Regions from separate parts of the Capra hircus genome. Here region 2 is linked to region 1. The links are chromatin contacts, called in public Hi-C maps. All regions are on one chromosome and are shown on one strand. The core of a region is the stretch at or near the end of the contact, and the rest is flanking DNA. Distances in the headings are between cores, read along the strand shown.

What was found. A called contact is a pair of places that touch in the nucleus more often than the background predicts.
Region 2: a contact with region 1 is called in a Hi-C map of blood, with 5 times the contacts expected there. The contact joins the promoter of GPER1 here to the enhancer-like site in region 1. A contact is called at or near these places in 2 of 5 Hi-C or Micro-C datasets (both in blood).

Annotation. Positions count from the first base shown.
Region 1 is chr25:42,367,972-42,371,693 of ARS1.2, forward strand. ZFAND2A (AN1-type zinc finger protein 2A) reads left to right here. Exons shown (of 5, transcript XM_018040941.1): 2 at 1,842-1,973; 3 at 3,709-3,722. Among named protein-coding and RNA genes, the nearest start is that of ZFAND2A, 3.4 kb to the left of the region's middle. Within about 2 kb of position 1,385, at least 2 of the 5 cell types and tissues checked have an H3K27ac peak or open chromatin away from gene starts, as enhancers often do.
Region 2 is chr25:42,537,323-42,541,653 of ARS1.2, forward strand. It overlaps GPER1 (G-protein coupled estrogen receptor 1), which reads right to left and starts at 2,210. Exons shown (of 1, transcript XM_018039918.1): 1 at 944-2,210. The coding sequence starts at 2,109. The coding sequence ends at 1,045.

The sequences.
Region 1 (3,722 bases), core at 135-2,634:
AACCGGCCGTTGTCTTTGTCAGCTGACGTCCTTTGGGTCTTGGCCCTTGGGGCTCTTCAGCAATGAGGTGCTGGACTGAGGTTGAGGCTCTGTACAGCCCGGTAGGAGGCTGGCTGCCCGCGCTGGGTGGATGAAGAGTGCTGCTTAGACACTCAGGTGCCCCCTGAGCTGAGATCTCTCTGGAAAGGGTAGCTGCACCCATTCTGCAGTGTTGCTGGCGTTGTGAAGTTCACAGATCCCAATCATTTTATTCTCTTGTAATACCTCGAGGATGTGTTTGACAGGCGTTATATGAACTCAGGGAAGGTAAATACTAGTCTTTAAAGCACTTCACTGTTTTGGTTTTTTTTTTTTAATAGATTTTCTTCCGTTAAAATGTGACGCGTGTAAACAAGATTTCTGTAAAGATCAGTTACGTATGCTGCACATAAGGGTCCCCTTGCATTCACCAAGGTAATCGATCATACTTCTTTCTGAAGATTCTGATCCTCCCTCTCCAGAGCTGCGCTGCCTGAGGTAGTGGACGCGAGCCACATGTAGCTGAAGCTCAGCTGGAGTGAAAGGAGCCATAAAGTCCTGTTAGGATTAGGTTAGTCCTGTGTGGACAGGGCAGGGAGGAGCGTCCACCTTCCCAGGAAGCTCGGGCCGCGCAGCTCAAAAACCACAGGTTATTCTCGAGGGTTCCTGGAATCAGTTGCTGTATCCAGACCCTCCAAGCTTACTTAACTTGTTGAAACATTTAGTTTAGCCAGCACTCTGCTGGTTCCCCATGGTGGCAGCTCAGATGTGCAGATGGTGGCCTTTCAGGCTTAGACCAGTGTTGGCTGTGGTCTGGGCCCTCACTGATCCATGGGGGCGGGGGAGGGTGACTCATGTTCGCCAGCACCAAGGACCAGGCAAAACTGTGGTTTTGTTGACTTGACCTTCCTGTTTCCCTGGATAGGGTGAGTCTGCCTAGAGATGACTCAGCATTGCTTGCTTGCTTAACTCGCCCACGGGCCAGCTGTGGGAGTGCCCCTGGGTGGTGTTCAGCTCCGATTCCAGGCACTCTGGGGTTACCTGTCACCCGCCCACATCAGCATCACCTCAGTGTGCTCCCGAGTGAAGCCAGCCCAGCCTGGCCCTGAGGGATCCCTCCCGAGTGAAGCCAGCCCGGCCTGGCCCTGAGGGACCGCTCCCGAGGGAAGCCAGCCCGGCCTGGCCCTGAGGGACCGCTCCCGAGGGAAGCCAGCCCGGCCTGGCCCTGAGGGACCGCTCCCGAGGGAAGGCAGCCCGGCCTGGCCCTGAGGGACCGCTCCCGAGGGAAGCCAGCCCGGCCTGGCCCTGAGGGACCGCTCCCGAGGGAAGCCAGCCCGGCCTGGCCCTGAGGAGTGCTGACCGTGCCAGGCGCTCCGCTGCTTCGTGCCCTGCTGCACCCTTCCAGAGCCCCCGTCCTGGGCTTGGCGGGTGGCCACATCTGCCCGTGTGGGCATGGCGGAAGCCCCGTGAGCATCGGGAGGGCCGCTGGCCGGCGGGGCCGAGGCTCCTCAGCTGGCGTTGGCTCCTGGCAGCCCCGCCCGCCCTGGAGGCATCTGGGCAGCTTCTCCACTCACTCCTGGTGCCGGACAGACGGCCCTGCCGTCCCGAGGCTGGCCATCCGGACTGCCCGCCCGCTGCCCTCCTGGGTGGCCTCCCCGGCTCTCCTCGGGGGGTCTCTGCGGGCGGGTGATTGTCCGTTGGGCATTGGCTCCCCTGGGGTCCGCCCGAGCTGACTGCCAGTCCTCCCGTGAGGACGGTCCTTTCTGTCGTGTGCGTGAGTTTGGTTCTCTGATCAGCCCTGTCGTCTCACGCTTGTTGTTTAGGATGGCCGGGTCCTGGTGTGCCCACCCTGTAATGGCCCTGTCCCAGTGAGACGGGGGGAGAGCCCCGATGTGGCGGTCGGAGCGCACGTGGATGGAGACTGTCGGCGTCCCCCCGGGCAGGAGACAGCGAAGGTGAGGCGGGTGCCGCGTCCTCGGCGGAGAGGTAGAGTTAGACCCTAACGATCGTCGGTGAACAACAGGGAGGCCTTCGGGCTGCAGTCCTCAGGGTCGAAGCAGTTGGACACAGCCGAGCGGCTGAACTGAACAGTTTGCCGAGTGTTTCTCGTGGACTGTGAGCGGCGTGGGCTCACAAGTGTGTTTCCTCATTATCAGGGTCTACGTTAGGGTTTGCTTTCCTTACAGGAGTCTCACTGTTTCTCTGAAGGCGGAGAGTTAGCGTGGTTTCTCGGAATCCCTGCCCACGTGCACTTTTTTCCTGAGCTCCCAGGAGGCAGCGCAGCACGCTCTGATGGCGCGCAGACCCCAGCGCTCGTCTGTCCGTCGGGAGTGGGCGTGGGGCCGCCTGCCTTCCCCGCTGCTGCGGGGCCCGGCACCCTCGCTCCGGCGGCGCTCCTGGCGCTCGTGGGCGCCCGTGAGCGCCTTGTCCCGGTGTGGCAGCCTCACGCGGGCTGAGCCTCGCAGACTGGGAGCCCTGGGCCCGCGCCCGCTCTGCCCGCGCTCCTCTGTGCTGGCCCTGCTGGGCCGGCCTGTTCTCCCCCAAGTTCCCATCTCTGTGTCCCCGTGTGGGTGCTCGGTGCTGGGTCCTGGTCACTCAGGCTCGCGGCGGTCAGGGCAGCTCTGCTGTGGGGAGGGGTCTCCTGGAGGCACAGCCTCCTCCCCCAAGCCTCCGCACCAGCTTGCAGGGTGTCGCGTGTGCTGAGCGCGTCCTGCTCGTCCGCGAGCTTTCCCTAAAGGCCGGGCTGTTCCTTTCATCTTTTGCAGTTTTGCGTTCATCCCTTTTCAGAACATCTCTTGGCCACTGCAGAGCTTCAGGCGGAGTCGGAGCCGCCACCCATGACCACCTCGGTGTCTGAGGAGCCCCGGGCTGGCTGCGGCCTGTCCCGCACTCAGAGAAGGGGCTCGAGGGCCTCCCGCATGGCCCCGCTCTGCGCGCTCCCCGGGCCGACCAGTGGTCCTCCGGGATGTGGACTGCGCGGCCCCCTCTCTCAGCCTCCAGCGCGTCTCCAGGCCCCGCTCCTGTGAGGCCGAGTCGCCGTCTGCCGCCGCGGGTTCTGGCTTCCGGTCCTCGGCCGTCTCCGTGTGCTCCAGCCGCTCCCTGCTTCCCGCGCTCAGTGCAGGACAAAGTCGATTATGACAGCCTGGAGCAGAAGGCAAAGCCTGCCCTGAGCCTCCGCCCCAGGCTCTCTGCTCGGTCCCTGCCCGCTGCTCCTTGCTGTCCCCTGTGCTCGGCCACTGCCTGCCTTGGCGGGGGGCCACCCCCGGCTGCTGGCCCTGCCTCCTCCCTTGCACCTGCACAGTTGGGAGTGTCTGGCAGCTTAGGTCACCCAGAGGCCCCCGCTGGAGCACAGGCGCCGCTGGCCCCGGGCCCCCGCTGGCTCCCCTCGCGCTGCGTGGCCTTCTGTGACCGTCTGCCCCCACCCCCATCTCATCTCTTTCTGGGAGCGCCCCCAGCACCCGCGAGCCCCCCGGCACGAAGTGCTGGCTGCTGGCTCTGTGTGTGTCTGTTAAGTTTCCTACACGCTTAGTTAGCATTTTTCTGTTTACCTGACAGGTCTCAGTGAAAGCCCGGCACCTTCATACTGTTAAGAACTGATGTGGGTTGAGGGTTGAGGGTCTTACTTGGGGGCTTGCTGAGTGATCCCTCAGCGAGGCGGTTGGGACATTGAAGTGACTTGTGCTTTCCCAGGTGTTTACGTCCCG
Region 2 (4,331 bases), core at 960-3,459, 170 kb after region 1:
CCCGAGCACCTCCTGGGTTTGCTGGAGGGGCTGGGACAGGCCTGGCTCTCTAACACGCTGTCTCCCCGCCCCCGCTGGGACAAGAGCAGGTGAGCACCCCGCCCCGGGGCTCCTCCTGCAACGGGGACTTGCCAGGGTCGGGGGCTCGGTAAGAGTGCTCACCTGCTCAGACAGGCGCTCACAGGGGAAGCAAGCCTCAGTGGGGCCTGAGTCGCTGGAGACGCCTGGTGAACGCAGGTACCTGCTCGGGACAAAGGCTCTTTTTGGAGGTTTGCACCCATGAAGAGCTGTTAGAACTAAAGCTGGCTCATCTCCTGTCACCTAAACGTTGTCCAGCGTTCCCCTCTGAAGGCCCCTCCAAGAAGCTTATCCTGGTGCCCAGAGTGTGCAACGTGTGTGGGGTGCCCTCCACGTGCCGGGGGCATCCAGGGCTCAGCGTCATCTGGCCAGGGGGCTGGCCTCCTGACACAGGGTGTTTCTCTGGTGAGGAAGGGGCGGCCCTGCGGCTGAGTCTGAGTGCTCCCCTCCCCCGCAGGGAACCAGTTAGATGGAGAAGTCAGAGGCATTGGCGACAGTTTTATTGACAAAAGGCTGAACAGCCCCAGACTTGTTAGGTCTTCTTTCTTATATTTTAGCAAGAAGGGTCTCTGTCTACGTCGCCACTGTCCACTCCGTTTCAGAGGCAGGCTCTTCACACACCTGCTGCGCCCCACCCTTCAGGAGGTGCAGAGATGCTGTGCACAGAGGTGCCCCCCGGTATGGAGGGAGGCGTGGGGGCCTGGTGCACACCCGCCGTGGAGCGCACCCCACGCCTCCAGCTCACGTCAGCCGTGAGTTCTGTCCCCGAGATGGCGGGTTCACGGCACATCTGCCTGGAAACAAGGCTGCTTCATCCCAGTGACCTCCCTTCTGCTCTCCTTAGGGGCTTCAGAAGCGTCTGCCCCGGGCCCAGCGTGTGCCGGAGGCAGGGGACGGCTCTGTGGGAGCAGCCGGCGGACAGATGCCCCAGGGCCGCGTGGGGCGCGCCGTCCACTCCTGCGGCCCCTACACGGCGCTGCTGAGCTTCACCTCGGCCTGTTCTGCGCCGTCCGGGACCACGGCCTTCAGGGCCGCGTGGCAGAGGCGGTTCAAGGCCGACAGGCCGGTTTTCTGCTCCAGGTAGAGCCGCAGCTTGTCGCGGAAGGTCTCCCCGAGGAAGCTGTAGATGAGCGGGTTGAGGCAGCTGTTGGAGAAGGCGGCCAGGTTGACCACGTGGCCGGCCAGCGGGTGGGCGTGGCGCGGGGAGCGCTGGCAGGGCGCGGCCCCGGGCGGCGCGCGCTGGAGCAGGTGCACGCTGATGAAGACGTTCTCGGGCAGCCAGCACACGAAGAAGACCAGCACCACGGCCAGGATCATGCGCAGCGCCTTCTGCCTCCGCGGGCGCAGGCCGCGGCGCCGCGGCGCGCTCACCAGCGCGCGCACGATGAGCGAGTAGCAGAGGCCGATGACGGCGAAGGGCAGCACGAAGCCCAGCGTGACCTCCAGCCACTGCACCTCCCGCACGTCCGCGAAGCAGAAGCACGCGTCCTCGCCGTGCTGCAGGTGGACGGCCGTGAAGGGCACCAGCGTGGCGGACACGGAGGCCAGCCAGATGAGGCCGCAGCTCAGCCGCGCGCGGGGCTTGGTGCGGAGCGGGCCGCAGCGCACGGCCTTGGCCAGGGCCAGGTAGCGGTCGAAGCTCATCCAGGTGAGGAAGAAGACGCTGCTGTACATGTTGGCCTGCAGGAAGAGCGACATGAAGGTGCAGAGCGCGGCGATGCCGTAGTACTGCTCGTCCAGGTTGAACACCTCGATGAGCGAGTCTGCCACCAGGATGAGGTCTGCGGCTGCCAGGTTGATGAAGTACAGGTCGGGGATGGTCATCTTCTCCCGGAAGCGGATGTTCACCACCAGGATGAGCAGGTTGCCCACGAAGCCGATGGGGAAGAGGAAGACGGTGTACAGGCAGGAGAGGAAGAGCCCGATGGCGTACTGCTGCCGCTCCGAGAGCGCCGCCGAGCCGTTGGCCAGCGCGCGCGGCAGCTCCAGCCCTGCGGCAGTGCCGTTGTAGGCGCCGGTCGGCAGCTCCATGTCGAGCCGGGGCCGCGGGGGCGGCGGGCCTCTCAGGATGCGCTGCGCTGCTCCCGGAAGCCCGTGCTGAGCAGGAAACGCATCTTGAGAGAGAGGTGGTGCTCCTGGAAGTGAGCCAGGCGACCGTGAGGCCAGAGCGGGTCCCTGGGCACCTGTGCAGCCAGAGGCTGCGCCCTCACTCTGGGGCACCTGGGAAGCGAGAGCAGAGGGTCAGCGGGTGCCAGGGTGCGCCGGCGGGGGGGGGCACACACGCGTGGGTGGGCTGGGGTGTGTCCCCTCCGCCCGGAGGGTGGCCAGCCCTGAGCTGGAGCAGGGGAGTCACACACAGATATCACACACCCGGGTTCTCCCGAGGCTCCAGGGCCCTGGGCCTGAGGCCCGCCAGAGACAGCTCTGGAGGGAGCAGGGCGGGGTGTCTTGGTGGGGGGTGGGGAGCCTTAGGAGGATGAGAGGGGAAAGGTGACTCTCTGGAAGAGTGGACCCAGCGCACGCCAAAGGTGCAGCCGGCTTTGCTCTTCAGCTGCACAGGTGCAGGGACCCAGTGGTCCTGGCCAATCCTGAGTTCGGGTGCTGAACGTGAAGTTGTTTTCATAACATGAAATGGAAAAAAGTGGTCATTGTTTCAGGACCTAAATTTTAAAATTTGTCTTAGTTTTGTCGGTTATTGTAAAACCAGAAGTATCTCCTTCCTGCTGCCTGCAGCCTAGAAGCGCTGTGACCAGGAGGCTGGGAGGGAAACCCTCCCGGACCTCTGCTTTTGCCAGTCCTGCCCTGGTGGCCGCCAGCGCCCAGCTGGACGCAGGCTCTCCTCATGTGCTCCCTGAGCCTCTGGGCAGGGCCTGGGGTAGCGGGGCATCCCGGGCTGCGGTGGGGGGTAGGCGGCCAGGCAGCTGGGTGGGAGCAAGGAGCCCTAGCAACCGGCCTCACCTGCAGATGGTTGGGAATCGCTTCCAAAGTGTTGCCAAAGCAACAGACACTTCCTGAGCAAGCGCTTGAAAGCACCGTTAAAAACAAGGAAAGCAAAGAGATACATCAGGACCCGCGAGTCAGTTACTTTAAAAAGACTCGGTAGCCTCTGCTTCTGGGGCTGATACACTGGATCTTACTGGTGGCTCCATGCTATCTATTCGTCTCTGGTCAGTAATCCCAATTTGAACCAGATAAACGCCACTGTTCTTGGATCCCATCTGTAATGTTTAGAGCCTCTGTTTTTAAATTTCTTTGTAAAAGCTGCTTAAGAGTATTTGCTTTGCTCTTTTAATGTGGGGATTTGGGAGGTTGTGGGCTGATCTCCGGAAGTTCAAGGCCAGCAGAGCCGTGGGGCACACCCGGCCTCCACAGTGCTCCCCTGCCCTCTTCTTTCCCGAGTGCTCTCCCATCCTCCACCGTTGCTGCTGTTTCTGTGCTAGTCTTGAGAAAAGACAGGCGTGAGTCTTAACTGCTACACACTTTGCTCATGAAAGTTGGCCACGAATTCACAGATAGAAAGGCGAGTGTTAAACAGTGGGGCCTTGTCTCAGATTGCCACCACTTGTCCAGATCTAGGAAGACGAGCCGCGTTCTTGTGAGCTCTCTCGTGCTGAGTGGCTCAGCCGCGTCTGACTCTTTGCGACCCCGGGGACTGTAGCCCGCCAGACTCTTCTGTTCATGGGATTTTCCAGGCAAGAACACTGGAGTGGGCTGCCATTTCCTTTTCCAGGGAGATCTATTAGCTATGTGTTCTACATATTAAATTAATCTCAGGCTGGTGGGCATCTCACTGAAGGAGAAAGCAAAGTGCCGGCTGTCAGAGGACAAAAACCGTTCACCATCCCCGCTGTCCTGTGATACAAAAGAACCTTCCCGCTGAGCCTCCGTATTGAAGTCCCAGTGGGGGCGCCTGGGTTGTCCACATCGGCCCGGCCGCTGTTAACCACCCCAGGCGAGCCCGCCCAACCCAGCTGCCTGGCCCCTGCCCATCCGGGCGCCTGGGACCCCCTTACCTGTGCTGCCTCTGGCCACCCGACGTGTGTTGCCCTGAGCGGACCTGTCCCGTCCCTGGGAGCGGGGCTCAGCCAGCCTCCCAGCGTCTCCCAGCAGTGATTCTGGACTGGGGTGGAATCAGGGCCTTTGCAGGGCTCTAGCAAGGAGCGGGGAGGGGCAGGAAGCGCGGCACCCAGCCCTCAGCCAGCCTGCCCGCCGCCCTCCGGCCAGGCCTGCCCCTGGCGGCTGCAGGCTTTATA